2 separate regions of the Gossypium hirsutum genome follow, and region 2 is linked to region 1. Evidence: chromatin contacts called from public Hi-C data. All regions are on one chromosome and are shown on one strand. The core of a region is the stretch at or near the end of the contact, and the rest is flanking DNA. Distances in the headings are between cores, read along the strand shown.

The links. A called contact is a pair of places that touch in the nucleus more often than the background predicts.
Region 2: a contact with region 1 is called in a Hi-C map of leaf, with 2.4 times the contacts expected there. The contact joins the promoter of LOC107941871 here to the promoter of LOC107958883 in region 1. A contact is called at or near these places in 3 of 34 Hi-C or Micro-C datasets (all in leaf).

What each region holds. Positions count from the first base shown.
Region 1 is chrA05:4,216,296-4,222,704 of Gossypium_hirsutum_v2.1, reverse strand. LOC107958883 reads left to right here and starts at 4,729. Exons shown (of 5, transcript XM_041112910.1): 1 at 4,729-4,965; 2 at 5,476-5,543; 3 at 5,631-5,695; 4 at 5,779-6,276. The coding sequence starts at 4,824. It overlaps LOC107958885 (vestitone reductase), which reads left to right and starts at 2,447. Exons shown (of 4, transcript XM_016894786.2): 1 at 2,447-2,701; 2 at 2,819-3,346; 3 at 3,434-3,629; 4 at 3,704-3,962. The coding sequence starts at 2,581. The coding sequence ends at 3,845.
Region 2 is chrA05:4,375,342-4,381,855 of Gossypium_hirsutum_v2.1, reverse strand. LOC107941871 reads right to left here and starts at 2,295. Exons shown (of 3, transcript XM_016875495.2): 1 at 1,743-2,295; 2 at 1,445-1,606; 3 at 621-1,157. The coding sequence starts at 2,042. The coding sequence ends at 801. It also overlaps the pseudogene LOC107941861.

The sequences.
Region 1 (6,409 bases), core at 3,480-5,979:
ACAATTAGAGTTTTTGACTTCCTAATGTTCGAACAAGTATTCCATCTAAAATATAAACTAAACTCTTTAGAAAATATTTTCGTGAAAAAAATATTGATCCAAGTTTAAATTTTTTTTACATATTCATAAGTGGAACACATTTACTTGATGACCCACTGATGCTAGAAATGACATCTTTTATAGCGCCCAAGATTGTAGCAGTATCAGACAACCACCTATATCGACAGTTCTATGCTTTGTTCCTTGACAAATCTCCCGATATACCATCGCTATTACTATCGAACCCCAGCTATAGGAATGGGCACATTGCAAATCACTCCGTAAGGGCAGGAATATAAAGTGGACTCTATTTTTATTGGAATCCGGCATAAGTACCCTCTATAAGTTGTAGTATATAGGCCCGAGTAGCCTGTATCTTCTCCATCTTGGTCGCATAATCCGAAATTGTTTCAAAATTTGTCTTTAGCCACAAAATTTTAAACTCGTAAATTTATCGGTACCATCACCTAAAGAGCATCCAAGCAAGTCATAGCAAAGCGTCGCAAGATCTGCTATATAACTTGAACTAATTACCGTATCACCGTCCACGGGGAGCCTTAATTACGTTGCAATATCCTCCAGTGTGATGGTACATTCCCCACACGGTAAATGAAAGGTGTGCGTTTTTGGGCGCCACTGGTCAACTAGTGCCGACATTAAGTTGCCCTTCAGCTCAAACACACGGATTAATGTCGCTAATCCAAATCCCGCGGCATCTAAGTAGGGCATAATCTGTGTGTCTGGTAGGTAGCTTAAACCATGGCCATGTGGCCTCAATATGCAGTACGAACTCTTGTCTTACTAAAAAATTGGTTAATATCTCACAATTAAATAAAAAATTACTTGCAACTATGCCAAAAAAATACGCACAACATTAGAAAATTCTCTTACTGGTAAATGGATCGTTCTAACTGTGTGATCTTCTATAGTAATTAAAGAACTCATATCGATATCTGCACAAACAATTAAAATTTTAATATTCGACTTAACAAATAAACAAGATAAAAATTATGCTTAGTTCTAATACTTAAACAATTAATTTTATCTCAATTTACTTTTAAAAAATAATGTCAACCAATAAAAATGTGAAATATAGTATAAGTACATATAGTCCAATGGATAGTATACTTACAAAGCTGAAAACAAAGCCTTGAATACCTAAAAAATAATAATAATGAACTTTTAACACAATCCTAAACTATTAACAGTAATTATAATATTAGCAAAATAAATAAATACATGTTCCTTTTGGGAGATCTTTGGCTGAGGAGAGGGAAGGAAGAGCCATCCAAGTGTTTGCAATATAAAAAAAATCAAATATACAAATTAATTAGTACTAATCTTTTAACACAAATATCACACCTTAATATTAAACATCTACTAATATAACTAATTATACTAAAAGAAATTAAAACATACTTTTATTTTGATTTTCAAGGATAATAAATACTAACCTCTTAACAAAATAACATACTTTAATAATACTAAACTACTATTAAAATAACTAATTATATTAAAATAAATAAATAAATAAAAACATAAAGCAAAGGAAGGGGGTGGGGGGGGAAGACCTTCAGCGGAACAATTTGTGCGGGGGTTGGGTGACCAAACCGACCCCCATTTGTAATAATTAAAAATAATATTTATATTATATATATTTTTTAAAAGTTGAAAAAAATTGGTATAATAAATTTCAGGTATTGGAATTCAAGCTCGTGATTGATGGGTTACATCGATGACACTAATAAATATAATATTTTTCTGTTATATATATAAAAAAATGATGTATTTCAGGTTTAAAATACGGGTGCCGTCGATTGATCAAGCTACACCTAAAAAATATATTCTTTTTAAAAAAGGAGAGGGGTGTCGGCGATTGGTTAGAGGACGCCAATTTTTTGTTTACTGTAGAATTCGCCTAAATTTATTAATATTAGTGCCTTTATCTTATTTTGGTATTTATTTATTTTATATTATTTATGTAAAAAATTTTAAATTTATTATTATATTTTTTTGAAAACATTTATGTATTTTTATATGATATGTTTGGTTTAGTCAAAATTGTACATATATGATTTTATATGAATTAAGTATGATTTGCAATTTCGTAAGTTTTTAAAAAAAATTGCAAGTTAAAAGAAATTAAAATTTATATTTCTGTTGTAAATTAGAAATCGGATTGAGTGATAAAATGATTTCCATGGGTTCAAATTCGAAGAAGTTGTAATTTCAACTTGTTTTTATGTAAAACAAGGAAAAGCTCAAAATTATATATATAATTAATTTAGAGCCGTTTTTTAATTATACTAGAATTAAAGGATAAAAAATAATCAAAATATTATTGAATAATAAAATAATTTTTAATGTGCAAAATTTATATATATTTAAAAAAATATAGACGCAGGTTAAATGAGAAAAATAAAAGAATGAACATACATGAAAGTAATATATATAACTGCTCAATTACGCTACCCTATGCATTGGGATAGCTTTTATATATAGTTATAGGATTTTCGTGCAAAATGTATTGAGTGGAGAGAAATGGGAGGAGATAAAGGAACAGTGTGTGTGACTGGAGGTACTGGGTTCATAGGTTCATGGCTCATCAAGAGGCTTCTTCAGGAGGGTTATTCTGTCCGTACCACTGTCAGTGCTGATCCAGGTAACACTACCGCTTTATAAGCAGATCCATTTAAATATATCAGTTTCAAGCTAAGAAAATTAATATTTTGAGCAGATGTACTTGATTTACCCCCATATTCCTGTTGAAATTTTGCAGAAAACAAAAAAGACCTTAGTTTCCTCACTAGTCTACCAGGAGCAGCCGAAATGCTGAAAATCTTGAGTGCAGATCTTAATGACCCCAACAGTTTCGATGCAGCCATTGAAGGAAGCAAGGCAGTGCTCCATGTTGCCACTCCCATGAGTTTCGATGGTAAAGAATCTCTGGAAGCGGTAACAGAGAGGTCAACAAGTGGAGCACTAGGCATCTTGAAGGCATGCTTAAGATCAAAAACAGTGAAGCGAGTTGTGTATACTTCAAGTGCAGCCACTGTTATTTACAATGGCCAAGAGATGGACATGATGGATGAGAGTTTCTGTACTGATGTGGATTTCGTTACGCAAAAATTAAACCCACAAACACATCCTTACATTATTTCCAAGACATTCACAGAAAGGGCGGTTCTTGAATTTGGTACACAACATGGACTGGATGTGGTGACAGTGAATCCTGGTTCCGTTGTCGGTCCTTTCATATGCCCCAAGTTCCCTCGCTCAGTGCGCTCATCATTGGCTCTGGTCTTAGGTACAAACTTGCTACTTGTCTCAGTAATATTTTTCTGTTTCAGCCTAAATAGACTTATTAAACGAGGAAGCTGAATAATCTGTACAGGGAACCGATCTGAGTATGGTTTCCTTCTGAATATGCCCATGGTGCATGTTGATGATGTGGCAAGGGCACATATATTCCTGCTTGAATATCCAGATGTAAAAGGGAGATACAATTGTGCTTCCAACACCATAAGCCTTGACAAGTTGGCTGAATTCCTACGTGGGAAGTACCCAGAGTTCCCAATTCCATCACCAGAGTGAGTAACAGTCCAAACTTGCATGATAAAAATCACAGAGTTATACTCCAACTTGTTATTTGTGTGTTGCACAGATCCTTGGCAGAAATCAAAGATATAAAACGTCCTGGTGTGTCATCAAAGAAACTGTTGGGCATAGGTTTCGAATTTAATAATGGGCTGGAGGAAATGTATGATGGACCCATTCAGTGCTGCAAGGAAAGAGGATATCTGTAGTTGAGGAAGGGCCTGGATGGAATCAGTTGAAATATCCAATAAATTAGTTCCCTTGTCTTCATGAAGCAATGCTATAAGCAATTAAAATAAAAATTCAATGTATGTTGTCGTTTCTAATGTTTCCAAGCTAGTTTCTGCATTATGTATTATTGTTTCTTATGGATCAATTATGTATCTTAAATCCTGATGCAAATAACTTGTGAATTAATTATTTTAAATAAAAAGAATTCATCCCATAAATTTATACTTGTAAAAAATATAATAAATTCATAATTCTTTCAATTAAAAATAAAAAGTAAATATACTTTTTTTGGTGAAATTTTACTATTAGACCTTGTATTTTGTGTAAACTGTGAATTTAGTACCTATACTTAAAATTTGATCAATTTTAGTCTCAATACTTTTCGAATTTTAAAATTTTAGTCCCGATCCAATAGTAACAGTTAAATCTATTTGGTTAAATTATGTCATAAGTCCCGTATTATTCGTAAAGTTATAAATTTAGTCAATGTTTTCCAATTGGATTATTCTTAGTGCTATCTGCTTTAAATTTCAAAATTTTAGTCTTAATGTAAACCACATGTGTTAAATCTATTAATTGATCTTTTGTGAGCAATATGTGAAAATAACAAACAAATATAGGATTACACATGTGATCATATATCTGACACATCAAATTTTAAAAATAACATAACTTAATTTAATGAATTTAATAGCTATCATTTAATTAGGACTAAAATTTTCAATTTCTAAAAGTACAGAGACTGAAAATGACCAAATTAAAGTACAGGTACTAAATTCACAACATATGCAAAGTACAGGGTCTAATAGTAGAATTGACCCTTTTTTTTAATTCGTTTATTCCTCCTCCCTTTCTTTCCAGGTTGCCCATAGAAAGTTGATTCTCCATCTTTGCTTCCTGTTTCTCTTTCTCAGTTTCTTCTTCGATCCTATTATTTGAGTATTTGAGTAACAGCAATGGCAGACAAGCCAAGCCGAGCCTTGATTTTATACGGTGACGGGTTGGCCCGTTTCATTCACCCATCACATGCCCATCTCCACTCTCTCGCATCTACAGCCAACTGTGGTTTCTTGAGCCTCCCTAATGCTCCTCCTTCAGGTTCCCCTTATCAATTCCTTGTCTCTTTTCTTGTTTTTCAGTTTCAGCTCCCTCTTTTAACAGTGGGTAATCAATATATAATCTCTTTAAAATGCACCCAAACATTGAAAGATATATTCTTTTGCTTTCTTCTTCTTCTTCAGATTGCTATGAAAAATTCTGGATTTTCCTAATTGATTCGGCTGTTTTTAGTGTAATTAAAATAATTGTTTGGAATGGATGAAATTACGATGGATTTTCATAGTTTTTCGTTCTTTAATTTGGTACTTAGAGATTACAACGATTGGTTGGAAGTTAGAACCTTACTGATTGACGGAATAAGCTTTAGGTTCTATGTTAGTTCAATAATTAGTCAAAGTGTAAGTCTTTGCTCCATTCCTTTGATAATTCATCTCTATTTAACAGCTCCCCTTGCCTTTCTTAGTAATAAATTCATGCTTCTTTTCACATATTTTTTTAATTGTTGTTATTCATCCACCATATGGGAATTTACTTGGATTTAGACTGCAGAAAGCGAGGATGATAGGACAGTAAGAGAGTTTGCTGTGCTGGTGGATGCCTTTGAGACATTGAACAAGGTGAGATGCCTATAATTCTAGGTTATTTGATAAGTGAATTTCATGATAAATTCTTCAACGTTCTTTGGTTTCATGACCTTTTTTCAGAACGGCCAATTTTCTAGTGAGGTCAAGTCTCAAAAGTCATCTTTGATTCCAACCATGTCTGAGAGGTATTATCATTTACACTTTGCTGAGTTTTAATTGTTGGAAGCTATAATATGCCACTCAACATGCTTCTTTTATCTCAGTTCAGGTTTATGGGAATGAAAGCTGCTATATTGAGTAACAATTCTGGTTTGCAGTCTTTTGGAGAAAAACTTGGCTTCAATGTATTGAACTTGAATGGACTGTTTGGAAATAGTAATACTCCCCCTGTTTCATCGATTGATAATTTGGCTTCTAAGTTGCTGTCCTTACTTGGATTCCAAGAAGGGAAGATAAAGGAATCCAACCAGTTCGATTTAGTGATTTTGCATGTTGGGTCTGGGGAGAACTTGAGTGCTAATAGTGGCAATGATGTGGAATTCTTGAATGCTTTGCTTGGTGCTATTATGAGTATAGCTAAGCCTGGAACTGAAATTGGTTCTCGTCTACTCTTGTCCCTTGTAATGAGCTATGGGTCTGTGTCAAAGGCTGATGAGCCGGGTTTGTCCATTTTGAGCACTAAATATGAGAAGAATCCTAATCTTTCAGCACTTTTCCCTAATCAGAGTTACACCATGAGAGGAGAAAGTCAAAGAAATGATGTTAGGTGAGGAAAAAACTTTATGAACTCTTATTTTGACATTTTGTGTGGATCATTTAACTAATTTACGATGAACAGGCAGTATGGTCCAATGTTATTCGCCCAATATCAGTATGCTGTAACCCGCAATGATATGGTA
Region 2 (6,514 bases), core at 1,046-3,545, 160 kb before region 1:
GCTAGAAGAAGCCTATAAAGTATAAACACGCGTTAATGATGACAAGGACGAACGTAATCCCAACATTTTTCAACACTGCAATACACTTTTTTATAAGCACGCTTGGTTGTTTCTTTATGTCAGATTTTAGTTGTTTGGATAACCCACACATCTTATCAGGGACCTTAACTTCTGTAATACATGCATGCATATAATCCTTTAATGGATATGAAATGCTTGGAAATCTTGACTTTGGGGAGATAAGACTCTCAAATTGAATAGTTTTAGGGATAAGTTCGAATCCATTACACAATCAAGAACCGATGTATTAATAAAGCATGGTAGAATCATGGAAAACACCATCATCACCATCCATGGACTTTGTATGGATCAGATCAATGGGGTATAAAAGCTTAAATATGCACCTCATGTGGAATGTGGTTAATGTCGCTGCTGGGTGTGGCAAAATGTTGGCTTGGATCTAAGGTTTCTGTATCTGGTACACTTTTGGCATGCCTTGTCTGGTATGCCTGCCTAAGTAAAACGATCAAAGAGATTTCATTATTAAATTATTGCTAAAAGGGATGCTACTCCACAAAACCTTCCCACAAGGACCTGAACATTTAAAAGTTAAAAGCTAATGATGAAAAGATTGCATCTCATATAAAAGAAACAGTTTGACAAACACAAAAGAAAAGGTTTGTTTGATATGTACAGAATGTTTGCAGATACATCTTAATTTCAGTACACATCCAGAAACCATACTGATGATAACAGTACCCATTGATTGAAGCCACATGAATTTCTGGTCCTCGATGTTCTCACCGACTGGTGGATACATGAACATTATTATCCTCACCATTTGCTGATTCAGCTGACTTCTTCATAAGGGGCTTGGGAATATCACAGTCATCTTGAGGGCAACGTTGTTGAGGATGAGACAACAACATGGACATGAAGCGGAAGAGGGTACGAGGTAGCCCATGTCCACTCTCATGGATGTATCCTTCGTACTCGCTAACATGTTCAAGTGCATCAACCAGTGCATCGTAAACTGCCTGGGGACAATTATCAGGTCCAGGCTTGTCATGGAGGTACATCACATCCAGAGTGAAGAGCTTCTGGTTTACAGGCCATTGATGATGGGGTCGTATTGATGATCTGCAGTATATAAGAATCTAAAAGACAACAAAATATAACACCACTTGTAAGGTTTCCGAGCAACAGGAAGAAAACAGAATCATTTATATGCAAACCACAGATTACTTTAATCATTATTACAAATGGAAGAGATTTAACCATTCCTATGAACAGAATCATTTATAAACAAAATCGTCCAAGCTTGTGTATAAGACATACTAATTGGTAGGTACACGCTTACAAAAGGGCTGCTGAGTTTGAATCTTTTCCCCTACTTAACCAATGATAACAATTGTTTAGAAGAAGAAAAGAAACAGATACGGACCACTCTTAAAATGCGGTTCTGGGCACGAGATTTCTTGGCTTCATGAGCAGCTAAGCGGAATAAATTGGTGAGGTCTGCTTGCCCAGTAGAGACAGTGGTAGCCGAGAGTGCTCGAACAGCACCAATGGTAGACTCAACATCACTACTAAACTCTTTTCTAAGCTATAAAAAACAAAAAAAAAATGGAAATTAAATTAAATGCCTAAATTAAAAAGATTCAAAACCCTAATTTTCAAATCATTGAAAGCATAGATTATAATCAAATCTAAAAGAAAAAGAAAAGAAAAGCGAAAAGTACCCAAGAGGCGGTTTTGGAGAGAGTGGCGAAAGCGAAGCGGTGGTCGGGGTTGATAGAGAGCTTGGAATTGACAAAGAGAAGGATAGCTTGCTTTATGGAATCCAATCTGGTGACTCCTGCTGTTTTCATTTCAACAAGCGACTCTGCGTCCACATCAACGCAAAATATTATGTCCTCGCTGTTTATTCGCGTCGGATTCAAAATGTAACGCCCTGCTCCTCCCACCGAGGCGTCGCCTTCGATTCCTTCCATTTTCATTTTTCCCCGATTTCCTTCCTTCGGGAGAGAAGAGGAAGACATTCGCAACCAAACAAAAGGGGGAGAGAGAGAAAGGGGGGGCGGCGGAAAGGAAAGTGCCAAACAGAAGAGTAAAACGATGCGTTTTGATCTTGCAAACAATGCTTAAGAAAGTCCGATAAAACGCTACGTTTTGGTTTTCTTTTCCCTTCGTTCTTGGCTACTTAGCTCGTTTGGCAGCGAAAATGGCGCGTACGCATGTCCACAGCAGCGAAGACAGTGATTGTTCTCCTAATTGGTCTCTTGACAAAGCACATCGACCTAGGTCTTTGTTCTCCTTTTGGGGGAAATTTTGAAGATTTAATTTGTCTTGATTAGTGTTATATATGGAGATGGCATCGACTTCTCTGATGCTCAATTTCAAAGCATGCAACCTTCAGGTATTTGCTTATCTCCTAGTGCCATGGAATATACGGTTAAATTCAACAAAGTTTGTCTAAATCACGTACGTTTTATTTGGAGGAGTGTATTTAGTTGAAAATTTATTACAAATTATAATATCACGGATAAAGTAGATACTTACCCAAAACTTGAACTCTTAAAAAAAATTACTTGATACGACAACATTAATATTGAATAGATGCTAGTAAAAGATTTCATAAAAATAGTAATGGGTTGTTTGATTTTGTCTGTTTTCCAATTTTCGATGCTATACTAACATTTTATGTTTAAGTATTCAAAATTTCAAAGCTTAGCAAATGATATGTTTAAAAAAAAATTACCAAGTGATATTTTGCATTTTGATAAGAGTTTTGGTGATGAACCATATATATTTATTCATTACATTGGTTTTAAAGGGGAAGCCAAATAACGTACATTCTTGGACATCTCCAATTTACTGATAGTATTGATTTCTCCCATCTGTTTTGCTTTTGAAATTTCAATGCTTCGAATCATATATATTTACTGATTTTAATTGACAATTGAATAAAAATATTGTTGCAATGATTGTTATGAACTTACGCCTAATCCTTCTCGTCACAAGTAAGTTTTTCGTCAGTCTAAATGGCTATGAATTGGGGTTGTTTTGGGCCTAGGAATTTGGGTGAGCCTACACCCTACATTTCTCTTAAATCTTGAATTTTTATGTCTGATCGTTCATGCTTTTGGTACATAACATTTTTTTTAAATGTTTAAAAATTTATTTCTCATATTGGTTCTGTTTTCAACTTAATAAACACTTATCCCAAAGTTTTACAACAAAGGGAAAAAACCCAATGAAATCACTAACATCACAAAAACAAGCCACGTTGTATAGTTTTAGCCACCATCAAAAAACTCATGAGCTGCTGATGGTCAGAATATTACTGTGCTGTCCTTTCAAGCGGCCTCCCCATGAGGGTGCCATTAGGTCCTTTTTTACGAATGTCTCGCTTTCTCAAATTGAATCGGTTTGTTTTTTCGAGTCATCGGTGGCTTGTTTGTCTCCGATCTTTGGGGAATTTTTTCTTATATACACGATTTAACGGGCTAAAATTCATGAAGTTACACAAGTTTAGTTAGTAGACCAACCCGCTTGAGAAAGAGATAAACAAGCGGCTCACACTGCTTTTTGGAGAGTAATTACAATCGCATAGTATATTTGCGCCTCATTTTATTCCTTCTTTCTTTTTCTGCCAAAATGATACGCTTCCTTGCCTAAATTCAATGCATGTCACTGATTTTTTTTTCCTTCTATTTGTTCGACCATTCTGATCACATGATCAGGACTTGATATGCCAAGTGGCAATATCAGAGCGCATTCCAGGAACAGACACAATACACCAACCCGCGAATTTATTTCTCCTCTTAACAAACAAAGATTCTGCTTGCATTTTACGAGTTGAGCTCGTGAGGCAGGGAAATTAACAAATATCTCCAGTCCAGCGACTTGGCTTTACGGCTCTATTATGTCAATAGAGTTGTAGGGTTTAAACTATTAGCCCTTTACTTCACTTGAACCCATTGCACTCCAAAACTAAAACGCGAGAATCCAAGAGGAAAGAACAGAGCTCTTCACAAAAGTAGGCTCTCCTCGCCATTTATTCTTTTGAATTATTCCCTTTTTTTATTTCCGTTTAATTGTTTATTTTTCATATTGAATTCTACTTCCTGGTTTCTGCCAGGTCTTTTTCTTAGCCTTATATTCATCGTTTTATATTTTATTGGTGCGGTATTTGTACTATGCTATCCGATTCTAGAGACTTAAAAATTTTCTCGTTTTTCGTGTGTGTTTTAACTTTTAAGATTTTCTGTTTGTCTTTAGTTAATACATGTTTTAGGGTGACGTGAAGAATTTTCTTTAAGTGTCAGCTTTTCATTAGCCTCGTGCTAACTTCACTTTCAAAGAAAAAATCCATTTTTTTTCCTTTTCATATGGGATTACTTTTAGGATTTTAATTTTTTTTTGTGCTTTAAGAAAAGAAAAAAAAAAGATGTTGAAATGAATATTTCATTTTAATTCTATGTTATGTTCCCTTGTAAATTCGCAGGACATTTGTGGGGAATACTAGTGGAAAGCCAGAATGCAGGCTTGTGGTGGAACTGCAATGATGGGTTCTTTGCAACAGCCTATGAGAGTTAATAAACCAGCTTTTCCTTTAAAAGGGTCTCGTTTTGTTGGATTCCCACACCAGGTTATGCTTAACAGTGAAGCCCTGTAGAGCTCAAGTTGAACGCAGCTTAGTTACTGGGAGGCCTAGCTCTTCAGTCTCTGCCCCTGTTCTCGAAAACAGCTTAGTGGACCATGGCCTCATTGAAGCTGATCCTGAGGTAAGTTCTATTATTAAAAAGGAGAAGGAGAGGCAGTTTAAAAGCCTTGAGCTTATAGCCTCTGAGAATTTTACATCCCGTGCTGTGATGGAGGCAGTTGGGTCATGCCTCACAAACAAGTATTCCGAAGGACTACCTGGTAAAAGGTATATACTATATATAATCGAGCAAAGTGAAAAGAGATTTAATTCTGTTTTTGGTTTTGATTTAATTGATTGCAGCCAATGATCTTTTTGTTTATTGCAGTTACTATGGTGGCAACCAGTACATTGATGAACTTGAAATACTTTGCCAGAAGAGGGCTTTGGCAGCATTTCATTTGGATGAAAAGAAGTGGGGCATTAATGTTCAACCGTTGTCTGGTTCTCCGGCAAACTTTGAGGTTTATACAGCAATTCTTAATCCACATGATCGAATAATGGTAATATTCTTCTGCCTGTTTTAGCTACCGTAAATTAGTGTTTTTCTGCTAGATGGTACTCAAATCAATGATTTCTTAATATAACTGGTATAGGGTCTGGACTTACCTCATGGAGGACATTTGTCACATGGATTTATGACTCCTAAAAGACGAGTATCTGGCACATCAATCTATTTCGAGTCAATGCCTTATCGACTTGATGAATCCACAGGTTATTCCTCGTTGTTTGACTTACTGAGTTTTAGTGGTTGGTATGTTTGCTTGGTGGTTGATTCAATCTGATAGAAATATGGAACAGGCCTTGTTGATTATGACATGCTTGAGAAAACAGCTACCCTCTTTCGACCAAGGCTCATAATCGCTGGTGCCAGTGCATATCCTCGTGATTTCGATTATCCTCGCATGAGGAAAGTAAGTTGTTTGTTGCTGGGTATGATATAATGCCTACCCTAGTTTAGCTTTCATTTAATGAAAGCTTTTTCTATATGTGTGTTGCATATTTTCCTTCTTTTAGCATATAACTTATCGGATTGATACCTTTTGGAAGATTGCAGATGCGTGCATTCCTCATGATGGATATGGCTCATATAAGTGGACTAGTTGCTGCTTCTGTAGTTGCTAACCCCTTTGAATATTGTGATATTGTGACAACAACTACACACAAGGTTCGGGATTAATATATTCAATTGTTGTGTGGAACTCTATGCATGTTAAATTCGCTTGACATACTACTTGTTCTGGTTGTTTAAATATATATTAAGCATACTTGATCTTCATGTGAACAACCTAATTAATTTTCTCACCCATTTAGTCTTTGAGAGGTCCAAGAGGTGGTATGATCTTCTTCAAAAAGGATCCTGTTCTTGGAGTTGATTTAGAATCTGCCATCAATAATGCTGTTTTTCCAGGTTTACAGGTTAGTTTGCCTCATTTGCTTCTTTTACTATCTGAATTCCCTATTCCAACCTCCTGCTGGCTTTCAAACATCAAGCTAAGGTTTTCAAGTTATGAACTGGCTATGTCATGAGAAGCCTAATGTTGTCTATGCAGGGTGGCCCTCATAACCACACAATTGGCGGACTAGCAGTTTGCTTGAAACATGCACGGTCACCCGAGTTCAAGGCTTACCAGAATCAGGTACTGTCCGTCAAAGGTACAAAAAATTCGGTCAAACCTATGTCCTGTTGATCAAGACTAATGTGGGTACTTCATCCTGCAGGTAGTGTCTAATTGTAGAGCCCTTGCAAACCGATTGGTTGAACTTGGCTATACAGTGGTTTCTGGTGGCACCGACAATCATCTT